2 separate regions of the Mus musculus genome follow, and region 1 is linked to region 2. The links are chromatin contacts, called in public HiCAR-type maps. All regions are on one chromosome and are shown on one strand. Each heading gives the region's core, a stretch centred on a gene start, on an enhancer-like site or on the middle of the called end of the contact. The rest is flanking DNA. Distances are from core to core; before and after follow the strand shown. Region 1 holds the start of Zhx1 (zinc fingers and homeoboxes 1). Region 2 holds the start of Sntb1 (syntrophin, basic 1).

Region 1 (6,772 bases), core at 1,614-4,113, 2.2 Mb before region 2:
AACAGGAAAGGACTTGTCCTAAAGCTGACTTTGAAAGCTTGTTTGGGGGAACAACATTTAGAATGATCATCTTTTGTTGTTGTTGTTCACCCTCTGAACTAGCCATCAGAGAATTGTGGGACCTTTCCATTAGGGCATATTTCTCAAGCTCCCCTAACTATAGTCAAATGTTTAAAGTGTCTTAGTTTGATGTATTTTTGGTCTGTTTTATGGTATCATGTTTTAAAAACTGCCCCCCCCCAAGGGTAGAAAGAAGAAAAAGAACAACAGAGGGACGTGCCTACAAACAGAGCTGCTGGAAGTCTGTTCCTCAGACCAGGCTGGCGTTTACCACTTTTTATTCCAAGGGCTTCATTTTCTCCCAACACTCTCTTCAGTGTTCCAAAGGTGGGGTGGGCTCTGAAGAGCAAAAGCGCTGTGCTTTTTAGAACCCTACTGAACGACTTCTCATCTCTAACAGGGCTGAAGTCTTGTCATGCTCGTCTGGGGATGACAAGCCGCCAAGTTTGTGCATAAAAACTCTAGGCTTCTCACTGTGCCAATCCGCGGTTAAAACTCACTTCTGGAGCTGCGCAGCTGTTAAAATCAGTCATATTTACAATTTTTATAAATGAGTTTATTTTAATAGAAACAAGTTACCCTGTAAGCGTGGTCTCTAAACAGATTTATGTGGGCTGGCACAATCTGCTATGGGAAACATATATGCATATTGCTTAAGTCTGCAACGTTCTCTCTCTCTCTCTCTCTCTCTCTCTCTCTCTCTCTCTCTCTCTCTCTCAAGTGCTGGTAACAGTCTTGCTTTGTGCAAGGATGCCAGATAATTGGCAGCACTTCAGCCAGGGATACTGTTCCCAGCACTGTGCTATTGAAATTGTTTTCCTGGACAGAAATGCCCTGTGGGAGTGACCTTAAATTGGGAGGCTTTGGGGAGTGAAACAGGCTGGCTGCTTTAGAGAGAGAGGGATAAGACTATAAACTAGTGCTAAAAAGGAGGAATAAGAAAAGGGAAACAGAGAGAGAGAGAGAGAGAGAGAGCTAGAAAGCGAAGTCCATATGCCTCAGCCACTTCAGATTCTCCTCAATTTTCACTTTGATGTATTCTATGAGCATGTGTTTTTGCCTAGCATCTAGTCTGTAAGATCCTGGAAGACAGAACAGAGCCTTCCGGATCCATGGCTTCCACATCTATGATTCAACCAACTGTGGATCAAAATGTTCAGGAAAAAAAAAATCATGCATCTCTGCTGAACGAGTCAACTTTTTTTCTTGTCTCGGTATGTTAAACAGTTACAGTACAGCAGCTCTTTGCCTGGTGTCTACATCATCCTAATAGAGATGAGGTAAATTCCATCGGGGCATGTGCACAGATTATATGCAAATTCCATACCAGTTTATTTAAGGGACTTGAACAACACTCTATTTGGGTATCATGGAGGGTTCCAGAACAATCCCTTTTAGATACCAACGGACAACAGGATGGCCTTACTCAGTTTTACATCTCCTTTAGTGTCCGGCACATGTGGTCCTCAAAAAGCAAATGGTTGAATGCATGAACAAAAGGTTGAATATCTGAATTTAAAATATTTTCTTTGTTCAGAGTTAAATCCTAAACTGGGATTCTCAGTGGACCTGGAACTGTCTTTGGGGTGAGCATAAACTGGTGTGTGTGTGTGTAACTTTTTGTCTTGTATTTTTCTTATGAGGGATACATAAATACATTGTGTATTTAAACACATTGTGTATTAAATACATTGTGGAGAATGCATTGTTTTATTTTACTGATGTTAGTACTGTATTATAAATACTTTCCATTAAACCACTTTCTATTAAAAACTACACTGATTTCTTAAATTCTTTGTATAAGTAGTTTGCATTCTGAATTTAGTTTCAAGGGGCTTGAGCGCTATTAATTTTTGTTTTAAGAATGGGCCGAGAGTGGGACAGGGTTGGGTTCCTCTGCTGGTGAGACCATTAAGCCTCAGCATACACAAGTTTTAGAATTTTAGGATGCAACTAAATATTGTGCACGTTGATATCAGCAGCCAGGTCTTCCCTTCATGTAAATGCAGAGTGCAAATTTTCGGGCTGGTGTGGCTTGGTGGAGCTCTGCTATCAAAACACAAAAGGGTCCATGACTGGAATGGGGGTGGGGACTAAACATCCAGGCGCCAAAGAGTTCTCTTACGTCCGTCCGGAGCGGCGAGTACAGGAGCGAACACTCGGAGTGGTTTCCTTTCGCCCTCGTTTGTTATATTCAATGGAACAATGACGAGAGGGCTGAAGGGCAGAGGTGGGGAAGACGCTGAGGTCCTCGGCTGGCCGCGCTGCGGGGCTGGTGCCCACTGCGGAGAGCTCGGCTTCAGTCAGTGGCTCTCCGGGGAAAGAGGGACGGCAGCAGGAAGCAGAGGCGGGAGGCTCCAAGTGGGGCCACACTTAACTTTTCCCGTCCAAAGCTGGAACTACGGGGCTCCTGCTGGACTCGGGCTAGGAAGAGGCGGAGCAGCGGCTGACAGGAGCGCGGGACTGTTGACAGCGGGTGGGGGCGCGGCTGGCATCCAGAGGGCGCTGCCAAGGAGGAGCCGAGAGTGACAGTGGGCGTGGCTTAGGGAGGGGCGGGGCCTTAGGACGCCGGCTCCGGGAGAGATGGGGTTGGTTTCGGAGGACCTAGGCAGTTTCAAGGGAAGAAAGCGACCGAGGTCGCGGGAGGCGGGGTCCGACTTCTGACGACCGCTGGCCGAGCAATCGCTTGAACGGGGCGGAGCCTCGCAGGCCCTGGAGGAGGAGCTTCTCGCGACGGGGCGTGGCTTCTAGTGACAGAGGCGTGGCCCCCTCCTGACAGGGGGCGTGACTCTCCCTGACAGAGGGCGGGGCGGCGCACACCTCCCGCAGCGCCCGGTTCTAGAGGAGCGGCCTGGGTCGCATCCCAGAGGAGCGGCGGAGTCCTCGAGTGGGGTGCCCGGCTCGTCCCCGCCTCGGCTGGCTCCTCCTCGCGGCCCTTGTGGGTTCAGGGAGCGGAGTCTCTCTCGCACCCTGGCCTGGCCTCTCGGCGCTTCTGCCGGGCTGCAGAGCTCCGTGGGGGGCCCCCTCGCGCGAGGGCCCTCCGAGTGGTTCCGGGGTTAGGGTTCACGGGTCAGAGTTGACTCCCTGAAAAGTGCAGTCGCTCTGAAATGCAAGATGGCGGCGGCGAGGCGCTGAGGCGAGGCGGCCCCTGCAGGTAGCTGCGCGAGCGGGCTGGGGACTGGGCCTCGCGGTTGCGGGTGGAACCCGAGCAGGAACTCGCGGCGGGTAGGGAAGCCGAGAGGCGCGGGCGCTGGCGCGACACGGGACGGGGCAGCAGCGGGACACAGACACCCCCCCCCTCTTCGGGACCCAGCCCACGGTGCTGGGGCACGCAAGATCGGACCCGGGGGGAACTGGGCCTGCCCCGCGGCGGGGCGGACGGAGTCGCAGCTCCCGGATTCTCTCGGGGGTTGTCAGAGCGAGGACGGAGCTCTGGGTGGAGGGTTTGGAGGGAAAGCCCCAGCGCCTTGGTTGGGAGAGCACTGAGTAACTTGGGGGCGCAGAGGGGATGGGGAGCCGGTCTCCCTGGGGGGAAGGACGTCTCTGGGACAGCGGACCCTAACTACCGTGCGGGTCCTGGGGAAGATCTCCAGCGTTGGGCCTCCGGAGGCGTGAGGCCACCTCGTGGGGACACGGCGCAGCCCCCCTCTGAAGAGTCAGCCAAGGATCTCCGGCTGGACTGTAGCGCACTGGCTTTGGGGTCGGAGCAACGGGAAACCTCAGCAGAGAAGACTCAGGAGTTGCATCCCCAAGAAGTATAGTGCGAAGTATATTTTGAGGAAGAGCAGGCTTTTAGGGGAGAAGTTCATTAAAGAGGGTGGAAACACACTTGTCTCTGCTTAGGTAGTGGAGCGGGAGTGCAGACTTGGGAGAGCGATGGACCAGAGGAAACTCCAAGCCTTGGGGCTTAAAGGGAATTGGCTAGGAGGGAATAAAAAGGACTGGGGTCTGATGGCAGGAAAGCCGAGCCCTGACTCATTTCTTGTGTATTTACACCGAAGTTCCAAGAGAGGGACTTAGAATTCTTTGTTTCGGTACTCCAAAGGTACCAGTAAGAAACGAACCAAACGGAAGAATAAGATTCTGTTTGCTATCCTTAGCTTACTCTGGGCAAAGCAATTGGAAAACTGAATGTAGAGAAGAAGCATAGATAAAGTAGGAATGCTCACAGTACTTTTCTGTCACTAACCCTTCTCTAAAAGACAAGACCAAAACAAACCAAGAAGAGATAAAATTTAGGAGGAAATTATGAGAAAGGCCGATTGAGAAGTTGTGACATTTTTAGGGTGGGATTCCATGCAATTCGAAGAAGCAATTCTCTCGGAGATTAATATTATGGCAAATGAAAATCCGGAAGGACCACTCCTTCCCCAGGAAAAGACTGTGTATTGTGGGGTACACAAGTACACCTTTCTATTTGTGGTGCTGGTCATTGTATTTCAGAAGTCTTTGTCCTAACACTTTAATTTGTATGCAGTAGTAATTACCTGTTTCTTTTTAAAATGCCTTGAAAAAGTCATTATTTCAAACTGGCAGTGGGGATTAATAGAAGTTTGTTCAAACAAGGCTACTGGCACATAGATTATTTCTAAAGAAGCAATTCTGATTCCAGATTTTAAGCGAAGGAAAGAAAGGCTGAGTGCTGCCAGGGACAGTAGTTGGGTAACAGGGCATATAAGGAAAAGGACATTCATGAATATTTTTTATCTTAGTTTCTCTCTCCATCCTCCAAGCATTTTAAAAGTATACAGACTAATTTTAGGCAAAGTAAAATGCATAATCTTAGATTTTGTTTTGAATTGAAGTTTCAAAACATAGCCTAGTCTGGCCTTGATGCCATGGCAGTCCTCCTGCCTCTTCCTTGTCAGTGCTGGGATTACAAGTGTGTACCACCATCTCAATCTTAGATACTAATTTTTTACATTTTTGTTTATTTGTGTTTGAGTGCAGTTATGTGCACATCCCACTGCCTGCATGTGGAGGTCAGACGACAACTTTCAGGAGTTCTGGGTAGCAGACTCAGGTTGTCAGGCTTGGTGGTAAATGTTTTTACTGACCAAACACCTCACTGACCCTTAGGCATTTTTGTTAATATAGAATTTATAGTATTTTATTTATCAATGATTTTTTTTATAGAACTACCTCTTGATATGTTTTATTTGACTGCTTAGATTAAAATGAGAAAAAAGCCGGGCATGATGGCACATGCCTTTAATCCTAGCACTTGGGAGGCAGAGGCAGGCGGATTTCTGAGTTCGAGGCCAACCTGGTCTAAAAAAGTGAATTCCAGGACAGCCAGGGCTACACAGAGAAACCCTGTCTCGAAACAAACAAACAAACAAAATGAGAAAAAATAAACTCCAAGAGTCCTAGTGACTTCCGTAACTTATGACAGTCCTGAGCCATTTGTACATTCTCAAAAGAGCTTAATGTTTTTGGTAGAGATGCTTTAAACATACAGGTCAGGTATAACCAGCTTATAGCTCAGCATTTGGAACACCAACTTTAACTATGTGCTGTTCTTTGCTTTTCCCACAGTGCATATAGCTCTAGTGTTATACTCACTTCTGAACAGATTAGTCTGGCAAACCAGAGAGGCATACATAGATACCAGATGGTTTGAAAATATGCTAAGGCTGAAAACATAAATGTGTCTGTGTAGAAGATGCTCATCGGTAGCTTCGTCTCCAAGCATCTGAACTTGCTTGGCTTGAGGGTAGGACACGAAAGATGTCACAGTGGTTTTACCTTTCAGGATTCTTGGTTTTGCTGAAAAGGAGCAGAGGTTTGCTGTCTTACTAATGTAGTTGATAGCATACACATGGAGGCTTGTTTCAAAGAGTTCCTGTTTTGTTTAATTCACACTCATATGGAAAAGTGATGTGATGAGGTATTTTCTCTTTTACTGTCATGCACTCTTTTTTTAAAAGTTTATTTATTTATAAGTGCTCTACTACATGTGCACCTGCATGACAGAAGAGGGCATCAGATTCCTTTATAGATGGCCATGAGCCACCATGTGGGGGCTGGGAATTGAACTCAGGACCTGTGGAAGAATAGCCAGTGCTCTTAACTGCTGAGCCATCTCTCCAGACCCTACTTTCATGCACTCTTTTTAAAAAGTTATAATATTGCTTGTGTTTGGGCATTTTGTCTACATGTATATCTGTGCACCGTGATATGCAGTGCCCTCAGAGGGCAGAGGAGGTGGCTGGATCCCGTGGAACTGGAGGTATAGGCAGATGTGAGCCTTCATGTTGGTGCTGGGAATTGAACCCAGGTCCTCTCTCCTCTGGAAGGACAGCCAATACTTTTAAGGACTGAGCCTCTCTCCAGATCTTGGTCATGTTCTTAAAAGATATTCAGCCTGGCAGTGGTGGCACATGTATTTAGTCTCAGCTTTTGGGAGACAGTGGCAGGTGAATCTCTGAGTTCAAGGCCAGCCTGGTTCAACAGAATGAGTCTAGGGCTAATCTTGTCATTTTATATCATCTGTGTTCTTCAATGTATGTGCCATGAAGAGACACACATATACACACAGATGTTTAACTGATATGTACCTTTGGCCTAAACAAGTACAATGATACATTTTAGAAAACAAATATATATTGGCAGTTTCAGAATGACTTTTGTTCAAGGAGGTCAGCTGAATAAATGTTTGTTTATGTGTGTTTTTAAGTCCTATCCTTGCTATATAGCTCAGACTGGCCTG
Region 2 (6,552 bases), core at 3,029-5,528:
TCCAATGTAAAACACATTATTGTTGATGTTCATGAAAGACAAGAAGGATGGTCTATCCTGCAGTCCTCCTTGCTCCGACTTTGGAATCTGGTCCATCTTCTCTCTCTGGTCTCCTCTCTTGCATCTCTCTTTCTCCTTTGAGCCGTCCCAGCTACTATACCTTTGGTCTGTTGAACTAGATAAGCCTGGCTCTCTCTCAGTCACCCCTCACTGGCCTTTGCTTCTCCCTGGTAACTTCCTTTAGATCTTTGAGAGGCTCTCCTTTCTCAGTGCCTTCCTCACACTCTTGCTGCCTTCATACTTTTATCTCTGAACGGGACTCACTAGCATAGCACTGAGACTTGGGACCGGCAAGCTAGCTGCCTTCACACTCACCCTCATCTGTTCTCATCCAGATCTCACAAAGGATCTGGCTATCAGCCTCCAGTTCCCCTCCATAGGCCTTTTGGTCCAGTCACTGTTAACTTCCCTACCTTGCCCCATCCCTTACTTCATAACATTCACCTTTATGTGGAATTTATTTCTAGTCAGCCCCTGCTCCTACTTTGCCACTCACTATGATGAAACTTTCCTAAGGCAAGCCTTTGACAGCTTTATTCCTTCTATGTCTCTGCCCTACAACAGGAGCTGGGACAGGATAGTTGCACTCCAAACTCCGTGAGACCAACAGACCTATTGGCAACTGGCTGCTGCTCTGTTATGCATCCTTGGATCTTTGAAACAGAGGACATGTGACTTATTTGGCAATTCTATGACCACTCATCTCTAGATAAATGCACATTCTATGGGAAACAGTTACAGAGAAATCTCACTTTAGGCTGATTAGAAAGCGGAAGTCAGAGTATACAAGAGAAAGCATCCACAGAACAGGTAAAATCATGGTGTGAGTTAAATCTTATCTTTCAGGAAGGGGCAAGCTTTGAGTACCTTTTAAAGAACATTGATGAGTAATTTGACTTGACTCACAGTAGCCTCAAGAAACACAGTCCTTTCTGATGGCCACTGTTTTTGAAATAAGTGACCTATAGGAGTCTAATATGACTAAGATCTGGAATACTTCATGTTCTAAAGCCTTGGTTCCAAACTTCTTGCTATTGGACGGTTAGAGAAGACGTTTAAGAGGATGGCCACTCACTGTTGAGAGGTCATCAAGTCATTCTGTCTAGTCCTCCAAGAGGACAGTGAGCCCCAGGCCCTTCTTTCTGCCCTTTGTTCACTGTGCAGGAGAACAGTTTTACTTCAAGTGTCCAGCTTCTCCAGATGCTCAAAGCAACAGGGCCAAAGCCATAAAGTGTCACCTCAGGGCCAAGAGCCAAAATAAGTCTTTTCTTTTTATAAGTTGATCATCTCGGGTGTCTGGTACAGTGACAGAAAGCTAACACAGAGGCCATGGGAGCCAGAGGATTTTCTTTCCCAACTGTGAGTATTGTGAGATCCCACTTGAGCCTTCTCACTGGAAACACATCAAGGTGGACAAGGCTTACCTTTGAGAATCGGTGCTGATAAGAAGTCAGAGATGTGGTACTTTCTGAGGGATGATGCAGGGCTTCTCAGCTAGGGAGAGCCCAAATGGCTGGCCATTTTAAGTATCACCAAGACAAAGTTAAAATATATCAAATGGAGGAGGGCAGTGTGTTCTCTAAGCTTTTGAAGAAAGAAAGGTCAGAAGGAAATGTTTCTATCTTCTAATGAAGGGCTGGGCCTTCACCAGAGATTTGTCCCTAGAAAGGACTCTGCGTTCAGATGAGCACTGGGGCTATGGTTGCTAAGCTGTATTTTTAACAGAGGTAAGACAATGGTTAAGTTTCAAGTTCGTGCTGCTATTTACTAATTACATGTGCCAGGTATTAAACCTGAGCCTCCACTTCTTCAACAGTAAATGGGAGTGGCCATTACAGAATTGGCCCTCAAGTATTGCCTAGAGGATTGGGTTAACATGTGGAGAGTACTTAGGGCAGGGACTGTAATTACAATCCAACTAGCAACACCACATGCATGCCTCTGGCCTCCTGATAGTCAACTTTGGTCTCCTTTCATTCTGATGTAACTTTCAACCAGGAATCTATTTTCTTTCCATAGAGGTGTGCATACACAGAAGAAAATGTGCTTAGCACAGAGATTCGTGGAAAAGCCCATCCCAGAGCCTGCCATTTCTAATGCCTAATAGATCAATTACTTTGTGGGTGTGTCTGGCATGCATCTACTGCAGAGCCACAGAGGCAAAGCATTAGGATGCTGGCTGGGGGTTTCTGGTCCAGGGACAGGTTAGCTTTGATTTTTTCATCTTCACATTGGCATCCTGGTAGCAATGCCAACGCTAGTGATTTATATTTCAAAAGCAAACACTTAGTGATGAAGGGCCTGAAACCTCAGCCTCTAAACCAAAGGCCAGCTCCCCCCTCCCGACTCTCTCTCTCTCTCTCTCTCTCTCTCTCTCTCCCTCTCTCTCTCCTGTGTGTGTGTGTATGTGTGTCTCTGTCTCTCTGTGTTTCTGTGTGTGACTGTGTCTCTGTCTGTTTCTGTGTGTGTTTCTGTGTCTCTGTGTGTGTTTGTGTGTGTATGTGTGTCTCTGTCTCTGTGTGTCTCTGTCTCTGTGTGTGTCTGTTTCTGTGTATGTCTCTCTCTCTCTCTGTTGCTCTCTGTCTCTCTCCATCTGTCTCTGTCTCTGTTTCTCTCTGTTTTTCTCTGTCTCTCTCTCTCTCTGTCTCTCTCTGTGTCTCTCTGTCTCTCTCTCTCTCTGTCTCTCTCTCTCTCTCTCTCAGGTTTCTTTCCAACAGTGGTGCCAGCTGTGTTAGTTCCCTGGCTAACCCAGTCCAACAGGAAGGACTGAAGAACTTCCTGGGCTCCTGTCCCTGTTGTGGGCAGGTTTACATGAAAAAAAAAATGAAGATTTTTTTTTTTTTGAAGTATAGAAAGTTAAAACTTACAGGAGCAGGACAGTGGCACACCCTGTGTGAGCTGTAGTGACTTCAGTTTCTCAAGAAAGTCTCAAGTATTTTCATTGAGTTCTGTAATCCCTGTCAGGGACTTCACGGGGATTCCTGAGAGTTTTTAAGTATCCTTGATTAAGTAAGTCTGGAAAGAACTAGAGCTGTTTGCTGCAAATACCCATCACAGTGGGGTGATGACATGCATGTTACAGAAGACCCTCTTCCTACTGGCATCTTATCAGGAGCTTCACCTTCCAGAATTAACAGATTCTGCTTTTTATTTTGTCATCTGGAGAAAGGAGAGGGCACAGCAGGAAGACCAGTAAGTCTTAACACAGTTTAAGTGAACTGTGTGGGACCTGCTTAGCAGAACTCTGGGATGTTCAGCCATGGCTTGGGTTACAGTTAAGGTGGCATTTCCTGATTGGCCTAGGAACGGAACCAAGAGTTACAATGCCATCACCTTGGGACAGAGCAGCTTAAGAGCCAAACAAGCAGTTTTCAGGGAACTTGGAGAACAAACCTATTCTTAGCTTTTAAAGAAGACATTTCCTATATGGAATCTAAGAACAAAGGAGGGAGCCCTGAGAAGCGTTTGGGCTGGCACGGGGATGGGGTTGGGGGAAGTATGGAGCAATGCAAAGAGCAGACACTGAGTTAGACACTGTGTCCTGAAGATGAGGCAGACAGTGCCCCGTTGAAATTCAGGGTAGGTACTGAAAGAAAGCCCTCTTGTCTTCAAACTCCCCCAAAAGATGCCTTGCATTGACTTAGAGGATAGGAGTACGTGGCTTGATGAGGCTTCATTCTATGTTCTTGTGACAGTTTTCCCCTGACTTCTGGCACAGCCTAGGATCTCTCTCTCTCTCTCTCTCTCTCTCTCTCTCTCTCTCTCTCTCTCTCCCTCTCCCTCTCCCTCTCCCTCTCCCTCTCCCTCCTCTCTCTCTCTCTCTCTCTCTCTCTCTCTCTCTCTCTCTCTCTCTCTGTAGTTTCCTTCCCAGAGTCCTGGGATGGGGGTGGAGGGAGACTGAGTTGAGGCAGCGAAGGTCTGGTTTGAGGAAGACTTGGATCTTCAAACACCTGCGGGAGGAGAGAGGGGAGTTGACTCAAGAGGATAGAGTGAGCGCACCTACTAAAGGTGAGTGTGGAAACCCGTCGAAAATAGAGGGTTGAGAAGAAAAGGGGGTGGCGGCGGGGTTGGGGTAGTGGTTTGTGACCCGGTAGGTTTGGGGGAGCTGCGGCAAGGTGCGGCTGAGAACTGAGGCACCCGGGTCTGAGCCAGCGCGACGTGGGAGTGTGACGCTGCAGTGGCGAACAGGTGAGCGGCTGGGGCTCCGGGTCCCCGCCCTTGCCTCCTCCTACCGATTCTCTACAGCACTTGGCCGCTCCGCAGCTCCTAGGCTCCTCTCGGTTTGGGGTTTTGCAACTGGCAGCTGGCTTTTTTCCCTCCTCCCCTGTCGAGGGCTCTCCGTCTTCTTTTAGGTTGCTCCACCCCGCCCAGGATCAGGCGAGGGGGAACAAGCTCCGCCGCTGCAACTGGCGCCCGGCGCAGCCGCGAACACGGGGAGTGGAGTCCGGGGTCTGAGCGCGCGCTGCCAGGCATCTGCTTCTTCCGTGCCTCGGTTACCCTGAGTCCTCCCATCCTCACCCCTTCTCTACTTTTCCCCCGTTTGCAATCACATGGCATTTTAAGAATGCTGGAAAGATGGCGGTAGCGGCAGCGGCTGTGGCTGCGCCGGCTGGCGGTGGAGGCGCCCGGGCGCAGCGGAGCGGACTGCTGGAAGTTTTGGTGCGGGATCGCTGGCATAAAGTTCTGGTGAACTTGAGCGAGGACGCCCTGGTGTTGAGCTGCGAGGAGGGCGCTGCGGCGTACAACGGCATAGGGGCTGCCACCAATGGTTCGTTCTGCAGGGGCTCCGGGACCGGGCACCCGGTCCCCGGTGTCGCTCAAGCCCCGGACTCTCCCGCCGGGGTCCGCACCGCCTTCACCGACCTCCCGGAGCAGGTACCTGAGTCCATCTCAAACCAGAAGAGGGGCGTGAAGGTGCTGAAGCAGGAGCTGGGCGGGCTGGGCATTAGCATCAAAGGGGGCAAGGAAAACAAGATGCCCATACTCATCAGCAAGATCTTCAAGGGGCTGGCAGCGGATCAGACCCAAGCCCTGTATGTGGGCGATGCCATCCTGTCGGTGAACGGAGCAGACCTGCGGGACGCCACCCACGACGAGGCAGTGCAGGCATTGAAGCGCGCAGGCAAGGAAGTGCTGCTGGAAGGTAAGGGGTTAACCCTGCGCCGGCCTTATCCCGCAGTTCCACTTACTCTTCTGCGCGTCAGCACACTCACACTCACCAGCCACTTGCCCCAAAGCCCTAGAACCCCACAGTGCCTGTGTTTTGCAAAAGCAGTGGCACGACTTTCTTTTTTGACAACTTTTACTACCTGGGGGCAAACTCATCTTCACTTTGGCCCTGACCCAGGGCGCTGTACTAAAACACTGGAGTGCCTGGGTTTTCCTGGCTTGGATGAAGTGCTTTAGTGCACTGGTGTCGGAAGTTTCATACTTATCGGTACACGTGGTTTCATATTTTTATCTGCGGACAATCCAAATGTAATTTGGAGTCTGGGAAATGGACCGGGAAATGGAGAGTGGACGGAATTTGCATCTGCCCACATTGTAAAGCAGGGCCACTGACTCTAGGCAGCTCTAGTACTTTTCTACTTTGGCAAAAATTTTCACAGCCTAGGCAATCCAGCTGTGAAGACCTGAGAGGTAATAAATAAATAAATAAATAAATAAACAAATAAATAAATAAATAAAAATAAAAGCCAGAGAGAGGTGGCAGTATTTGAATGCTAAAACTCAGCCACCCGTTCCTGCTTCCCTTCCCTCCAGCACCAGAGAGAGTCCATGAGGCTGTGCAGCTTTGAGTAGTGCCAAAGGCTGGGAAAGATGTTGCCAATGTAGGCACAAGTTCACTTCCACTGCAGGGTGTTCAGCCGGTCAGTCCGGATTCCAGGTTCCCCTGGGTGGAGAGCTGGTGAAGTGTTTTCTTTTTTCTGCTGGTGTCTCCTGGAGAAGTGTGAAATCCACTCTGCATTTGTAAACAGATTTCCCTGCCCATGAATATGAAGAACTTTCGAAACGCTCTCTGAAAATCTGGTGTCTTCAACTCTATAATCATCCAATGGGTATAGACTAGGAAGTACCAGTTTGGATGTGGCAATATGGGGGTGGGGGTGGGGGACTCTGAGCGTTTCCTTTGCCCCAGCTCTGGTTTTCTGTCTTTGTAACTCTTAGTACACACTTTGGCTGGCACTCACACTGCGTGATAATTTCATCGATTTTTCTCAGCTTCTTCCTAACTACAGATTGAGTTGTTCAGAGATCCTTTATTTGGATAGGGGGCTCTCCGGAGCTTGTATCCCTCAGTGACATGCATGCAGGTTGAGGGAGTAAATTAACTCAGCTACTGAGACACTATTCCAACCTAGACTTTATAACGTGGTGGTGATTGACTTAAGCCCTTAAACTAAAATGTAATCAGTTCCCTGTTCACCCAACTGTCGTGCTGATGTGTGACTCTGGGAAGCCAACTTGCTTGGCATGTGACAGCAGATGAAA

The links. HiCAR-type assays count read pairs that join an accessible place to other places.
Region 1: a contact with region 2 is called in a HiCAR-type map of astrocytes, with 2.7 times the contacts expected there. The contact joins the promoter of Zhx1 here to the promoter of Sntb1 in region 2.

What each region holds. Positions count from the first base shown.
Region 1 is chr15:58,072,599-58,079,370 of GRCm38.p6, reverse strand. It overlaps Zhx1 (zinc fingers and homeoboxes 1), which reads left to right and starts at 2,863. Exons shown (of 4, transcript NM_009572.4): 1 at 2,863-3,214.
Region 2 is chr15:55,904,675-55,911,226 of GRCm38.p6, reverse strand. It overlaps Sntb1 (syntrophin, basic 1), which reads left to right and starts at 4,278. Exons shown (of 7, transcript NM_016667.3): 1 at 4,278-5,203. The coding sequence starts at 4,636.